2 separate regions of the Anas platyrhynchos genome follow, and region 2 is linked to region 1. Evidence: chromatin contacts called from public Hi-C data. All regions are on one chromosome and are shown on one strand. The core of a region is the stretch at or near the end of the contact, and the rest is flanking DNA. Distances in the headings are between cores, read along the strand shown.

Region 1 (2,934 bases), core at 28-2,527:
ATGCCAAGGATGCCAGAGGTTTTGGGATGGGAAAACTCATTGTTTTCAAAGACATTTGCATGAGCCAGGCATCATGTATCTGGTGATGTCCTGCCTCATTTCCAAATGCCCTCCTTGGTGGAGACTGGCCCTTGGCTGCCTCCCCCCATGGTGTGAGGGATGAGCTAGCACTTGCTTCTTGCTGCCATCCCCTGGGAAACCGGGTGCCTTCCTTCAGCATGCGCGCCCATCCATCTCATACTCCCATGGTTCATTCAGGAGCTGGAATTGAATGAGAAGCAAATTTCCCTCTGAGCTCCTCCAGCACCGTGGTGCAGGCATCCAGGGCAGGGAGCAGCTCGCTGCTCTGAGCACCTGCACTGAGACGTGGCATCTGTCCTAGACAGACAGACAGCCTTGGCTTAGTCGCATGTAATGGCAACTCAACCGTGTTGTAAGATAAGCTGTTTCAGAGGTTAATTACCCACTCATTTCAAAATCTATGTGGATTTGTGAGGCTTTTGTAAGCCCTGACATCTCCCAGGTGAGTTCCTTTTTATAGAAGTATAAAAATAAATGGCTAAGCTTCACAAAGAGCCAGGCCTCAGGGCAAATCCAGCCCAGGATGCCTGGAAATGTAACAGCAAAGGCAGCTGTGACCCTCAGTAAGCACACAGACAGGGATGGGGACACCTCGGGTCTTGGTTGGAGACTGCCTGGTGATGCTGAGCCCGGTGTCTCCCCTGCTCCAACAGGAGGAACTGGCCAAATAATCAGCTTTTATATTTAAGAAAGCAACATGTTTCTTCTTCTCCCAACCCTATGTAGAAGAAAAAGATTTTGGTCTTTGGGATTGCTGCCAATTTTCATGATATCCTGAATGCGATTCCAGAGGAAAAGGTTTGCAAAGCAGTAATCCAAAGGTGTCCCATTCTCCCAATTCTTTAACTAAATAACAAAATATACTAGCTAGAGGAAATGTGATTTATTTTGGGGAACATACGGTATAGCAGCAGTTGGGGAAAAGTTGAAAAGCTGCTCAAATTTAATCCTTGGAAATAAGGCAGCATCAGCTCCTGAGTGTTTGTTTCTGGGTGAAATTTGTTTTATTGTTTTTTAACCAGATCTTGGAGGAAGGCTGTACAGCTCGGTCCCTCCCTTGGGAGAAACAGGGTTAGGGTTGGGGTGTGTGCGCGTGCGCAGGTAACCTGCCTAGGGGCACGCTGATGATTTCAGACTGCATTTCTACCCGCTCTTCCAACCCTTCCAGCTCACGCTTCTCTGCCCTCCCTCTCTGCCCCTGCCCATTTGGGAGCACAGATATAAACCCTCCAGCCAATATGTTTCCTCTGGGGGACTGGAAGCTTTGCCTGGAGGGTGCTCATGGCTCTCGTCACATCCCAAAGCTGTCCCTAGAGTCAGAGAAAGGCTATTTCCTGGCGGCTGCTCCCAGTGATCTCAAACCGTGGGTGCTCCTGCAGAGCTAGGGTGGCCAGGCAGGTTGTGGCTTCAGCTCTGCTGGAAACCTTGGAGCTCCTGACACTTCACCTCTCCGCGTGCTCCGTCCCAAGGGAACACAGGTAAGCTGGGCTGGGGTGAGAGGTGAGCAGTGAGCGAGCGGCCGCTGGGTGCTCTGGGTGCTGCTTTTCCCTTCCCTTTTGCTGCCTCTGCCTCATGTCTACACTGTCCCCTTGCCACCTCTTGACTGAGGTCAGCTCAGCTGGGAGATGGGCTTTACCCTCTTGGGTCTGATTCCGTTCTTACCTGGTGCAACCACTTGCATTGCTGTAAGCACGTAACACAGAACACCAGGGATCAGGAGAGGGTCACTGCGGTGCAGATGAGCACACGGAAACACGGATCACAAAGAGTCAGACCTCAGCCCAATCTGCCTGCCATCTACTTCATGCTGCTTGGGGCTCAGCTGCTCTGGGGAACCCTCCAGCCTGGATCACCGAGGGGGCATTGCTAACTGGCAATTGGAAAAGAGCAATGGAGGTTTATCCACAAGTCAGTTTATTTGGTAGAAGCAGGAGGCTGTAGATGAGCTTGTTTGTGTTAGTGCTACTCCTGGCTTTATCCCTTTGAAATTCTTCTTGGGAAGAGAGGCAGAGGAAGCTGCAGTTGCCTCACACCACTGCACACCTCCTGCCCCTGCTCAGCTCTGTGGTGTTACTCAGCTGGCACTGCTGCAAACAGGGACTTGTCTGTTTCTCTGTAAGAACACCACTAGCTGATGAGTGATTTTAAGATAAACTTCCCTTCCCTGTGCTAGATTCAATGCTGAAAGGGTTTCCAAAGAGCAGAAAGCTCTCCTTTCCGACCTGTGCCTTGGGAGCTCCAGGATGCTATCGGCATCGTCGGTGTCACGCTGCTGCCTGCTCCCTCTGCGGAGCCTGCACTGTGCCCAGGGCTCCACCTGCTTCAGGGAATTCCTGTGGCTCTTGCATACCAAATACCCAGCCACTGGGGTTTGGACAGTGTTGCCAAACACTGCTAAGCTTGGCATCCATCTCTTTAGCTGTCCGTCAGCCGCTCCAACAGCTCTAAAGCCTCAAGAATTTGTAACAAAATGTGGCAAATGAGAAACTTGATGAAAATTTTACTTTTCCAGAGGAATTAAAGAGGGATGAGAAATGATGCGCACATTGAGAATGGGGAAGTCTTTAGCACGGGGAAGAAAAATTGAAAAAAAAAAAGTCAGATTTTTTTCTAGAATCCTGCCTTTAAATGCAGCTTCTGCCTCTGCCAGACGTCCTGGAGCTCCTGCAGTGTGGAGCCACCCAGAGCACGAAGCTCTGATGCCTTTCACCAAGCTGCAAGGATGGGGCTTGCACAGGAGGCACACGCAAAGGGAAATCACTGCTGGCAACGAGACATCCCTGGGCCTTTGCTCTGTGCCCCAGGACTCTGGGAACACCCAGGGACGGTACTGGTGCTCGCACCGCGCAGGAC
Region 2 (2,783 bases), core at 165-2,664, 270 kb after region 1:
TGGCTGGTAGATGCACATGGCTACAAGCTGCTAGTGCTTAGCTACCACTGAGGAAATATTGCCCTCAGCATCTCGTCCTGTAGGAGCTGCTGATCCTAAGAAAGCAATGTCAGCATGGAGCTATGCCACTTGTGTAAGGCCTGCCTCCCTGCTGATGAACCCAAGGTCCCAGTTCCCAACAGGTGAGAATGGGAGCACCTAGCAGGTACATGTGGTTACAGAAGAATGAAATGGCTGAGGTGATGGGAGAGGCATTTCCTAGGTGGAAGAGTAGGACTAAGGAGAGTAGGGCTCCTCCAGAGCAGGGCCTCATGATGTTGTAACTTAGCCAGCAACATAGCACATAGGCCCTTCTCCTCAGCCTGCTGACCTTGCCAGTGTTGACCAAAAGTGCTGGTAGAGCCCCCCAGCAAAATACTGCTACTTCATGGGAGCCAAGACGACCACAAGACTCTATTCTTATTGCAACAGAAAAAAAGAGGTGCAATAAGTAGAATCCTGCTTCCACCATATCCCATTCCTTCATCTCCCCACCCTGGCCTGCTCTCTAGATCATTGCAGTCCCTCTGTCCATGGAACAGCCCTCCAAAAAATCAAATGCATCTTTAAAAAATCAAATGCAAAAAATCAAATGCATCTTTAAGAGGTGGTAATAAGAAAATCCTAGTGCAGCAGGCAAATGTGGAGTTCACAGCCCTGTTCTATCTATTGATATAATAGAAGAAATAGCCTCTCTCAGACCATTTCTGCTAAGACTCAGAAGAAAAGCCATTTTTGTTTCCTTCACTGGGGGATCTAAAGACAAAGATGACCTACCTTCATCTTAGTACAGCACCAAGCAAGTTGTCTGCTCTGTGCAAGCCTGAAAGGGATTTTTGACAGTAGACAAAGAAACTTGCAAAGGCCTCAGGCTAATGCTGTTACTGACATCCTGGAAGCAAGTAACAGGAGCTGAAGCCCCGGAATAGGAACAACTCAGATCTATTTGTACAGTACTTGGCACCAGAAGTGAGACCTGTGCCTGAGTTTTAAGTACAGATCAGCTCTGTATGTGCCAGGCAAGATGGACCTTTAACACTGATACAGACAAGCTCCCTTGCATTCTAACACATGCTCAAACCACGTTTTTCTTTCTCAGTGAATGATGCACTCTATTAAAAAGCCCTCCTCTTCCTACCTATCCCTTGCCGGCTCCATGGCTTCTCAGGGAACAGATCCTGTTGGATGAGGGGCATCTCTCACTTCCACTGAAAACAGCAAGGAGGTGGTGTGCTTAGTCCCTGGCAGCATCATTCATCCCAAGCAAGAGTGATGGGAGATATTTGGTACCTCTCAGCCAATTGGAGGAGAGGTGGCACCGAGAGGGGGTGCTTTCAGCTCTTCTCTCCACCCATCCTCCCATAAACCACCCCCTCCATCCCCCCCCCCGCCCGCCCCCATCACTACCACCATCCTCCTCACACACAAAAGCAGTGCAATTAGCTGACTTAAGAGAGCTGATGCTTAGCCAGCTGCAAGAGGAAAATAGTGAAATAGGAAGGGAGAGAGGCAGCTGAGAAAGCGATCACCACGGAAGAATACAAATAACAGCTCCCAATTCCCTCCCAGTGAAATCCACATCACAAAGCACTGTCTCCTGCGAGAAAGGCAGACCTAGATGCAACCACACAGTCATTCACTGAGAAAGCACCACACGTCTGCATCCAGATCCAGGCACTGAATCTCCTGAGCAGCCCGACTGCACTGGGAAGAATGCGCAGCTGGGATACAGGCAGGATCTTCTTTGTTCTTCGTTAGCCACAAGCATCGGTGAGTACTGCGTCATCTGGGCTTCCATACTGCCAGGCAATGTCTGATATTAAGAAACATCAGGCTCCACCCTGGGACTCGTTTCAATTTCTTCTCCTTCTCTTTCTCCCTCCATGATGCTTTCAAGGGCTAGCGGAAAGCAGATGACAGCTATGGGGAGCAGGGAGGGAAGGTGGAGTCTCTCTGAGCCCCAAGGTATCTCCCTTGCCTGCAAGTTGGGATATAAAAACGGGGACACGTATGACATGTCATGGGCATTGCATGCATCCAGGCGCGGTGGTTAAGGCCAGAATACAAAATGTGCACCCTGTGAGGAAAGGCTCAGAGATGCTGGTCAGAGAGAAAGCCCTGCAACCCTCACAGATAGCTCTTTGCTCTGATTCCTATCTCTGTCAGTGCCTGTAATAAAGATGGATGCCTGATTTACTCAGGCCTCTACACAACTTAATTCCTTCAAAGTAGATACACACAGGCAGATTTACTTTTCTCCAGTTCTTTACCAGTGACACCTTCTTTAAATACAAGCCTCCAAGGAAGCAGAAAAAGCACTGGCTCTCTAGAAGAGCCTTATAGCAATGGATTGAGCACAAGGGCCGAGCTCAGGAAGAACATTCAAAATTGTGCTGCAGCAGACAGGTTAATGCTGCGCCCACCATTTGCGCTGATTTCACCTGAGCATGTTCTGTATAACATAAGGCCTGCCCTTGTCCCCTTTGGGCTCAGGTACTACTGAGCACATCTGCAGCAGTAGCCAGCTGAGAGAACCATTTCTGCTCTTGCCAACTGGAGCTGGTTCTGCAAGGACCGGTCCCATTCCCTCAGCTGGACTTTGTAAGGGGTTGCACTTACACACCAAACACAGATGTAGTCCCTGGGAAATAGGTAGAAAAGTCTGATTTTTGCTGGCTGGCAGTGTAGGAATCTTCTCATGAAGGTAACAATATTTGTAGTCTAAAGGGCCCCTGGCGCTACCA

What was found. A called contact is a pair of places that touch in the nucleus more often than the background predicts.
Region 2: a contact with region 1 is called in a Hi-C map of skeletal muscle, with 3 times the contacts expected there. The contact joins the promoter of ATCAY here to the promoter of ACER1 in region 1. A contact is called at or near these places in 2 of 8 Hi-C or Micro-C datasets (skeletal muscle and subcutaneous adipose tissue).

Annotation. Positions count from the first base shown.
Region 1 is chr29:5,520,374-5,523,307 of IASCAAS_PekinDuck_T2T, forward strand. ACER1 (alkaline ceramidase 1) reads left to right here and starts at 1,278. Exons shown (of 7, transcript XM_072029238.1): 1 at 1,278-1,559.
Region 2 is chr29:5,793,613-5,796,395 of IASCAAS_PekinDuck_T2T, forward strand. ATCAY (ATCAY kinesin light chain interacting caytaxin) reads left to right here and starts at 1,415. Exons shown (of 12, transcript XM_038169207.2): 1 at 1,415-1,809. It overlaps LOC139999752 (a long non-coding RNA gene), which reads right to left and starts at 1,395. Exons shown (of 3, transcript XR_011805262.1): 1 at 1,178-1,395.